Linked DNA regions of Sus scrofa: all the other regions are linked to region 1. A link is a contact called in public Hi-C and HiChIP or PLAC-seq data. All regions are on one chromosome and are shown on one strand. Each heading gives the region's core, a stretch centred on a gene start, on an enhancer-like site or on the middle of the called end of the contact. The rest is flanking DNA. Distances are from core to core; before and after follow the strand shown.

The links. Hi-C and Micro-C count contacts between places; a contact is called where the count stands out from the background. HiChIP or PLAC-seq counts read pairs in DNA pulled down with a chosen protein or histone mark.
Region 2: an H3K27ac HiChIP or PLAC-seq map of skeletal muscle shows a contact between it and region 1. The contact joins the enhancer-like site here to the promoter of RGMA in region 1. A contact is called at or near these places in 6 of 47 Hi-C or Micro-C datasets (embryonic fibroblasts, epiblast stem cells, fetal skeletal muscle and 2 more) and 1 of 2 datasets of contacts at active chromatin or transcription factors (skeletal muscle).
Region 3: a Hi-C map of brain shows a contact between it and region 1, with 5 times the contacts expected there. The contact joins the enhancer-like site here to the promoter of RGMA in region 1. A contact is called at or near these places in 3 of 47 Hi-C or Micro-C datasets (brain, embryonic fibroblasts and heart right ventricle) and 1 of 2 datasets of contacts at active chromatin or transcription factors (skeletal muscle).

Annotation. Positions count from the first base shown.
Region 1 is chr7:85,919,752-85,922,965 of Sscrofa11.1, reverse strand. RGMA (repulsive guidance molecule A) reads right to left here and starts at 1,442. Exons shown (of 4, transcript XM_001924865.4): 1 at 1,066-1,442. The coding sequence starts at 1,079.
Region 2 is chr7:85,684,986-85,688,199 of Sscrofa11.1, reverse strand. No RefSeq gene overlaps it. Among named protein-coding and RNA genes, the nearest start is that of RGMA, 230 kb to the left of the region's middle. Within about 2 kb of position 1,524, at least 5 of the 83 cell types and tissues checked have an H3K27ac peak or open chromatin away from gene starts, as enhancers often do. A contact at or near this core is called in fetal skeletal muscle and skeletal muscle, where this site is marked.
Region 3 is chr7:85,739,990-85,743,203 of Sscrofa11.1, reverse strand. All of the region lies in intron 1 of LOC106504492 (a long non-coding RNA gene), which reads right to left. Among named protein-coding and RNA genes, the nearest start is that of RGMA, 180 kb to the left of the region's middle. Within about 2 kb of position 1,708, at least 15 of the 83 cell types and tissues checked have an H3K27ac peak or open chromatin away from gene starts, as enhancers often do. A contact at or near this core is called in brain and skeletal muscle, where this site is marked.

The DNA of each region.
Region 1 (3,214 bases), core at 193-2,692:
CTTCTAGCCCCAGGCAGCCAAGTGCCTGCCTCCCCACCTCGAGCCGGAGTCTCCTACTTTGAGAACACCCAACTTCGTGGCCTAAAAGAAACGCTCAATGTATCATTTCCGCTAGATGGCGCGATTTCCCCTAATCGGTCCTCAAGACACCCGATTTATAAAATAAATACATTCCAACGCCTTCCGAAACCACACTACATAATAGCAGCTCGCAGGCGCCCATTAAAAAAAAAATCTCAATTTAGGGATATTGATTCTACCTCCGAGCAAATCTAATGCAATTACATTAACAGGATGCAATCAAGAATTGCACACTAGTGTCCCCATCAGTCCTCCCCCCAAATACACCTGTCCCACTGCCCCAGCTTGTTCCTGGGATGAGCCACTGCTTGAGCCAGGCACGTAACTGTTGCTGTGCCCAGCCCTCTGGGCCCACCTGTTCACTTAGAAACGCCAGGGCCACTCGCGACTCCTATCCCTTAAGCACTCAACACAAGTCCCTCACTTTCCTGCGCACCTGCGCTCCCAGGCAAAGGACCATTGGAGACCCAAGCCCAAACAGTGCGCAGCGCCGATGCCCCCGGGGCAAGCCCTAGAGCAGCGGCTCTGCAGCTGGCTAGGCAGTTGGGCCAGAAGCTGGAGGAGAGGGCCCGGGAGAGTCGGGCCAATGCGGGTTCACAGCGGCACAGCCCGGTGGCTCTCCCTGTCCCAGGCTCCGCGGGCTGGACGTAGCGACCGCCCAATGAGGAGGTGGCCGCGGGAGAAAGAGAGCTCCCAGCACGCGCACAGTGGTACACACATTCGCCGGGTCTGCCCAACCACGAGCGCTGCAGGCTGCCCGGGGAGAGCATTTTAGGAAAAAAGAGCAAATACCAAACCACAAAAACTTTGCTGCTGCCAAGAGCTAAAGCGATCAGGCTTAGCAAAGCTCAAATCTGGGCAAGATGGGAGCAAGATGAGACGCGGGGTTGGGGAAGACCAAAGCCGTGCCGTAGCCCGGGCAAGTGGTGGCGGCGCCTCAGGGATGTCAGAGCCGGGTCCGCCCCGCTCCTGGCCCGCGCTTACCTTGGCGGCTGCATGAGCCCCTGCAGCCCTCGGGGGGGTGGCGCTGACAGGGCTGCGGGCGAAGAGGGGTTGCCGGGGCGCCGCTGTTCGGCCCCGGGGCAAAGTGGGAGGGGCTCGGCAGGCGCTGGTCCCCGCCGCCCCGGCCGGCTCAGCAGCGGCCCGGGGCGCGCCGCCTGCTCCCGGGCTGCATGCCTGCGAGCGCCTGGAGGAGCCGGCCCGGGAGCGAACGGCTAGTGCTTACCCAGCCAAAGGCTCGGGCTGCGCAGCCCGCGCTCGAGAGACAACTGCAGAGTCGGGCGGCTCGGGCCAGCCCCCTCCCTCGCCCGGCCCCCGCCCGCAACCGCCGCCAAGCGCGGCGTCTCGAGGTTCTTTTGCGCGCGGAGGGGAGGGGGCGGGCCAGGCGCCCGGGGCGCAGGCGGGGGGCGAAACGGGCGGGGCCAGCCGGGCGCGGGCGGGAGCGGAGACGTGGGGTGCCGACTCGGATTGCCCCGCCCCGCCGCGGCCGCACCTTCCCGCATCAGCACCCGCTAAGGCGGTTGGGGTCGGGAGCTGCTCACGCTGCCAAGTCTAGACTTCCCTAAACATGCGGGTTAGGGGGGCGCGAGCCGCAAGTGCCATGACCCTCGAGGCGCCTCCAACTTTCCTAATCATCCGCTGCGAAGCCCTGGAGAGCACGTTTCCATCATCAGTTCCATGGGTAGGGCGAGATATTCTGAGGTTTCTGGAATAGACAGTCACATCCAGGAGAAAAGCTGCTACTCTCTGCAGAGACGCACCTTTGTTGTTCTGAGATGTTTGCTTAATCTTCTTTTTAAAAATTAACACATATGTATTAAATATGTAAATGAGGAATACGTCCTTGTGTACAATTTTTATACAGCCCAGGCATATCTAGAGTAAGAAGACCGTATAACATCCCCCTTCCCATATCAGCCCCTCCCCAGAGGTAACCTCGGGTCAGAGTGTGCTCCGCCGCGAGTCTTTCCTGTCCCTGCGCGGCGCTTTTACGCTCACACGCACGGATTGTAAGTGGATTCTCTTCTCCAAAGAATGTTTCACCATGCAGCGCATGCACACACTGGCGAGAACACTTCGGTTGCGATAAATTCCCCAGAGGCTTCCGGGAGTCCAGGGAAAGATTCTTGCCGTGAAACAGCAAAGAGCCACCCAATCGCCCTGTGCAGAGCTGAAACCCCAGCTGGAGCTTGCAGTCAGCCTGAACACACAGCTCACGCCCAAATTAGCATTGCTCGGTTAGAGAAATTTGCCAGTGCGTTTCAGACAGGGTTATGGCCTTCGCATTCTTACAGAAAACAAGCTGTCATGGATTTTGATGAGAACTCTTTGGATTTGCAAAATAAAAAGGTATCATCTACATTAAAACACGATCATTATTTATGCTTGTGGTCTTGAGAGATGTGGTTTCAACTCAATATTCTGTGTTTTATTGGTACTGAGATAATCTATAGCTGGGATATAAATACAATCCATGTGATTTCGCAGGAAGAGATCAGGTATTGGAATTGCTGGTTTCTATAATTAGCTCTGACCTTGGGCAAGCCTTTTAGCTCTCTTGGGCCCCAGTTTCCTCATAGAGAGAGAGAGGAGAGAGAGAGAGAGAATGTCCAGCCCTAATAATTGGTGAACGACAGATTTCTTCCCTTATCAAATTTTTCAACTCAACTCTAACCTCCTTAGGGAATGGCTCTCCCAGCGTTGCATTCTTTCTTCCTAACACTGATCTCACTTTGCAATTATGCACTGGTTAGCGTGACCCTTCTGTAGGTGCGGGCCTCTCCCATCAGGCTGTAAGCACCTTGACAGCAGAAACCAAACTGCCTGCGGTCATCACTACACCCCCAGCTTGTAGTGTAGTGTCTGGCATGTACTAGACATGCTACAAGAATCTTTGAAGGACTGTCACCCAGAGAGTAGGTTTCTTGCTGCTCTTCCAAATCCCTGGGTATTTTAAAAAGATCTGCAAGTGGAAATCTTTTAAGATGAAACTTTTGGAAAGTACCCAGCAGGGTTTTCCCATCTTGGGGGGACAAACAGTCCACTGTCTGGATGAGGACAGACAACTCTTAGCTTAACCACAGGCTGTGGAGGCGGCCAGCAGCTATTTACCTTGATGAGCGCAGGCTTCCAT
Region 2 (3,214 bases), core at 275-2,774, 230 kb after region 1:
CTTTTTCCACGAACATACTGTTTTGCTAAGTTGTCATTCCTTTCCTCATTTTTTTATTTTAATAAGAGATACATTGGTCCTCTCTAGGGCTCCGATCTGTGTGAGCTTGCCTGTTACCCAGATTAAGTGAACACCATGTGGAGCACAGCAGAGAAATAGGACGGTGTAGTCAGCCTCTGTAGTCCTCTTATGGGTCAATGGATGGGTTTGATTCGCATTTTTCAAAAGTTGAATGTGGTTGTGAATGTTCTTTTTTTTTTTTTTTTTTTGAGGTGCTCTGAGTTCTTGGAACCTCAGACTGGGATCAAGTCTTTTTTTTTTTTTTTTAGGGCCACACCCACAGCATATGGAAGTTCCCAGGCTAGGAGTCTAATAGGAGCTATAGCTGCCAGCCTACACCACAGCCACAGCAATGTGGGATCTGAGCCACGTCTGTGACCTATACCACAGCTCATGGCAATGCCGGATCCTTAACCCACTGAGTGAGGCCAGGGATAGAACCCGCAACCTCACGGATACTAGTTGGGTTTGTTAACCACTGAGCCACAAAGGGAACTCCCTTTCATTTTTTTTTGAAGTTGTTCTGCCACATGGGTAAGGGAAAGGGCAAAGAGCTGAGACGGATCCGTGTGTTCCATCTAAGCCGGTTCCTCACATACACCTGGCATCACGCCAGCGTTTGAGGGATGGTGAGCATGTCTGCCACCTTGGCCTTGCTTCCATTCATTGTGTGGGAGGGCATAGGGCTTGCTCCTCAAGTTCAGACACTGGTGACTGTCCCTTCTCTTCCAGGACAGTTCCTAACCAGGTGAGAGGTGAGGGGAGAGAGACGAAAAGGAGCAGAGCAGGAGAGGTGGCAAGATGGGGCATGCGAGAGGCAAAGCCGGGTGGTTGCTGGGGAGGAAGAAGAGAGACTTTCACGCTGATTTTGTTCTCAAGGAATTGCCGTTACCACGAAGAAAACCACAGCGGATGACAGCAAATTACTGAGTGACTGAGAGTCAGAAGTTGATGTAATAAGCAAAAGAAAGCAGTGCGATTCCGTGTGTGTGTGTGTGTGTGTGTGTGTGTGTGTGTGTGTTTGTATAGGGGAGGGAGAATGATGAAGGGCCAGTGGTGCTGTCCATCCTCTCCCATGTTAGTGCTTACATCTTTCCTTTGCTTTTCTCTTCTGCTTTTGGGAATTACGAAACAATAAAACCATGGCTTATAGTCATAATTTACACAGATGATTTATGGCCATCTTGACCATTCAGTTACATGTCCAACAGCTGTGAAATCATTGCTTTTTCCCTCAGTGGGAAGTTGGAGGATAGGAAGACTGGTGTTCCCAGTCCCTCTTCATGGGATGCTCAGAGTTCCTGCGTGTAGAGGAACAGGGTTGCCTGTCAGGACAGGCAACTCCGCTTCTTAGTTTATGGATTCAACCCACAAACTCTTCTGTGGTAGAATGTGAGGGACCCTTGCACTGCTCCGATTTCCTCTGGCAACCTCCTCTCTCTCTCTGTCTCAGAGCTATGCTGTTGCTTGACTGTGCAGGGCAGGGAATTTTTGGTTGGCCAGCATGGAGGAGAGAGGGCAGCATGGGGCGAGGAGCCCTGCACTGCTTTCCTCTGGGCCCCAGGGAGCATGGGGTCGCAAGTGGAGGGTAGAGGCCCCTGTGTGGTACCATAAAATTCTAGGAACGCTCCCTCTGCGTTGCAGGCCTGAGAATACCCAGCGTGACAGTGTATATAACATTCCTGACTTATGCTTCTTAATACCAGCCTATAAAAATAGCAATCCAACTGGATGAGGTCATGGGGAGATTGCGCGGGGCCATATGCCATGGGCTGAGTTGGTGCTGACTGATACTTGGAGGCTTAGATCCTGGGACTTGTTGGTTTGGGAAGGAGAAGACATCAGAGGGTGGGAATGGGCTGGGGAGTAGGAGAAAGAACCAGGAAGAGGTTGAATGAGCCTTTCTTAGCAGGAGGGAAGCCCATCAATTACAGCGTGACGGGGAAGAGGAGGTAGTATTACCATTTGTTGGGCCTCTACCATGTCCCAGAGAATGCCTATGTTTTGTCTCATTTAATCTTCTGGACAATATGAGTTGGGTACTTAAGTCCCATTTTGCAACGGAGGAAACTGTCTCAGCTACAGTGAATATCTGAGACTTAACTGACTAAGCAGTTAGAGATAGTATTCAACACAAGGGCTTTAGGACTTTGAGGCTGGGAGCTCTGACTTTGGGCTGCAGAGTTTTCATGTTGGGAGGAGGTTAGTTATGGTGGTGGTTGTTGTTTTGCCACATGTGCGGTAGCTTGATGTGGGATCTCAGTTCCCAGAGGAGGGATTGAACCCAGGCTGCAGTGGTGAAAGCACTGAACCTTAACCACTAGACCACCAGGGAACTCCCAGGAGTAAGTCAGTTTTACTGGGAGTGAAAGTCTCCAGTTGGAGTTTACCTTTTTTTTTTTTTTTTTTTTTGGTCTTTTTAGGGCCGCACCCACGGCATATGGAGGTTCCCAGGCTAGGGGTCAAATCAGAGTTGTCGCTGTTGGGCCATGCCACAGCCACAGCAACTTGGGATCTGAGCCAAGTCCGCAACCTTCACCATGGCTCACAGCAATGCTGGATCTTTAGCTCACCAAGCAAGGCCAGGGATCTAACCTGCAACCTCAGTGTTCCTAGTTGGATTCATTTCTGCTGCACCATGATGGGAACCCCTCACTTGGAGTTTAGATGCATGATGAAACCTGGTTTAGTGGATTTCACCTTACTGAACGGAGCCATTGTCTTTAGGAGTCTATGGATAAATCTTTTCTCCTTCCTTTCCAGGCTCCAGTGATTTGGGATGGGCCATGTGGACAAACATGACTGCTGTTGGGTCACGTTGTTGGAAATGAGTGGATAGTAACTGACTGGCAAACAGCTCTTTAGCAAAGACCTTAGCCTCCCCAGGGGGTAGTTCAGACAAAGATGCAACGCTGACTGACTGACAGAGTGTGCAGACGACGCCCCAGGCTTGTCATGGGTAGGACCACTCGACATCATTTGCACCCCCTGAACACAACCCAAAGTAATTTAAAAACTTGGTTCCGTTGCATCTCTACATTATATTCCAATAAAAATATAGCAGCTACTGGAGTTCCCATCGTGGCTCAGTGGTTAACAAACCCAACTAGCATCCATGAGGACTTGGGTATGATTCCTGGCCTCGCTCAGTGGG
Region 3 (3,214 bases), core at 459-2,958, 180 kb after region 1:
CCAAGGCCCACGCTGTTCCAGGTGATGAGCCAAACAAAAATTCTAATAAAATCTAACAAAGAATTTGAATTTCCCCTATGCTTTAGATCCTGTATCATTTGCTGTGTAGGTGCTGAGTTGTGCTGAGGACCCAGGGATGTTTCTGTCGAAAACAGCATTGAAAAGAAACATCTTTTTTTTTTCCCCCTTTGGTCCTCTGTGCTCAGTGGACCCAAATGTGTCTACCTGCAGCAACCCCAAATTGGCACATATTCTGAGGCCAGCCTTGACTGATGCCAACCCTCAGATGTTGGGTAGGACCTTGATTTGGGAATGGCCATGTGCTTGTCAACTGTGCATGGGCTGGTTTACCAGAATGGAATAATTTTCTCAAGGTATTAAGAGTAGATATTCTTAAAAGGCCATAGGCCACTGAATTTACTACACCTCATCTGCTATAAGCTATGCCCCAAAGAAATCAAGTGGTGTTTGCTGGCACTCGGTATTCCCTGGTGGTACCCGGGATTAATATTGCTGAACCTGGACATACAGACTTCCTTCAGGTTTGCCAGCATGATGCCTGGACCACCTTCCTGGGAATGGCCCGGATGCTTGAACGAAATGCAGTTTTATCAATAGCACTTGAAACTTAATGAATCAGAAACTCAGGGGGGTGAAGGCTGCAAATGTCTATTTTCATGATCTATCCTGGGGAATCCCTCAAGTGTGAGTGCTCGGGTTCTGGATTCAGCCAGTCCTGAGGGTGCATCCTGGACACACTGAGTGATATGGGGCAAATTAATTCAGCTCTGGAAGATCTGCTTTCCTCATTTGAAAAATGGGGATAATTACAGTTGCAGGGAGTGAATGAGATAATCCCTAGGAAGCATTTGGCAGGAGGCCTGGCACTGGCTATGTTCCCAGTAAGTGTCAGCTATTAATGTATTTCATTGATTCTAAGATGCTCTTTTTTTTTTTGCATATTAACATCACTGAAATCCAGTCTGCTTCTCAAAATTGATGGCATGTCATGGTCTCAATGGTGGCATTTTTTTTTTTTTCTTTTTAGTAGTCTCTAAAACAATGGGGCATCTTACTATAGACAGTGTCTTAGACTTGGTGAATATGGTGTATTTAAGGGGTCCAGGGTTGCAGTGTGGTCCAGCCTAAGGCCTCCTGGGGGAGTCCTCGAATTGGGGGTATCTCAGGTCTGTCTTTGCTGTGTCCATCTTGCCAGTGGCCCCTGCATGCCCAAGAGTAAGTCAATAAGCAGGAACAAGGTGAAAGTTAACAAGTGGGTCTCCATGATTTGGGGTGATCTTGCTTGGCCTCCCCTTTTGGGGTCCTGCTCATCTTTCCTATTGGAGGACTTCAAGCCAGGGCAGCTTGAACTAGGTGGGGCAAGTGTGATGAAGGCATTGCTTGCTTCCTTCATTCATTGGTTCCTCTCATCCCTGGACTTGCCTTGTTGGATGTCTCTGGGCCACTGGCTACTACTTTCATTTCTCTTTTCCTTTGGGCATCCTATTCAGAGAAGGATTTTGAGAAGGAACCCAGGGTCCAGAAGGAGCTAACACTACCCCTAATACGGCCTGCTACGAAATTATCAGTATGATCAGAGCAAATTGGGGAGAAATCCACTCCCTCCTCCCAGTGACCTCCCTTGGCCCCTGGCTCCTGTCTGCTCAGCTGTGTGATCAAAAAGGGACTTTGGCAACAGGATAGCAGTGGGGGGAGGTTTGCTTCTCGTTGTTTTTAAGGTGATCTGCTATGAAGGAATCGGCTTAATGAGTGGTTTGCTTCCTTTGGGAAAAAAAGCACCATCTGGGTTTAGATTTCATATTTACTATTTTAAACCCATTCAATTAGACCCCTGGGGTTTCCCAGGCCTGCTTGTGGGAGTTTCTCTCCAAGCGTCCCTTCCCTTTTTTCCCAAACCCTAGGACAAATGTTTGTTTTTCTCACATATTCATCACGGCCCACGGCCTTCAGAAAGGACTACAGAGCCTGGCAGTGGCCTGGGAACCGGTGCCTGGCTAGGGAGCATTTAGCTGAGGACAGAGCTTGGCAGGCTTGCTTCCTGCCCCACGCAGGCCTTTACCATGGAAAGCTGAGGGAGGGAGGGTCTTGGCACATTTGCAGAGCCCACTGGAAGCTCTCAATTTTGAGAGGGAAAGGGACTTTCTCATGGGTTTCCTGCTCCCAGTGTATCAATCAGCCTCAGAGAAACACAAGAAGTGGTTTCCTAGCAGGAATCGTGATTACAAAGGCCCCCGGCTCCCTTTGTACCTTTTGTTCCTGCTGGCGCCTTGGTCAGAATTTGGGGGCCGCTCCAGCTAGCCTTTGCTGGCCTGGGTCTGCTGATCCTGGAAATCAGGGTGAAGGAAAAGAAAAAGATGTCCGGAGGAGCCCAGAGGGGATATGCCCCTCTCTCTGTTGTAGGAGGGATGGTTTTTGCAAATCTCCGAGCTGCTGGTTCTTGACAAGTCAACAGGGAATGACCAGACCTATCTTGTGGGGATGTGATATTTGAGTAAGGTGTCACAACCTGCTTGCCACTTAGTTGGTACTCCTTAAATTACTCCCTGCCTGTACTTCCCCCCTCCTGCTTTGCTTGGAGGGTAGAACCCACATCTAATGTCATTTAAATATGATTTTTGACATGGTAGTTGGAGCAGGGGAATGACAGCAGAAAATAGGAGGAAAAAAGTAATTTCATATTCCACCTCCCCCTTCTCTTATCCCCCTCCTCCCCAAAAAACTTGTTTAACGCTGCATGCATTATTGGGCAGAAAATGCACAACTGTGGCTGGTTACTGCATTTTGTTTGTTTTTTGTTTTTGTTTTTTTTGCCTGAAGCCAACTTCTGATGGAACCCCCACCCTGCTGGTCTTCTGTTTTGCTCGGCTGAGCTGTGGGATGTGGGCTTAAAGGACCCTTGCCAAAGTGGAGAGTTTTATCTGGCTTCCTGACAGCTGTGAGAAATCCTGATTGACAATAAGAGAGCTTCTAAGCAGGGAGCTGGGAGGACAGACGGCACGATGTGAAGGGGTCTTAAAGTGGGAGACAGGTCCCCACATGTCAGTTTTGAGAAGCACTATTGATTTCATATAGATTTCAATCCTACATTGGAAAGGAGCGCTTCTTAACTGCGGGAATGAAAGGTATACTTCTGTAATATGGGATTGAAAAATATGTAAGGCTCCAGTGAAGGACAGTTGCTCCAGGGCAGAGA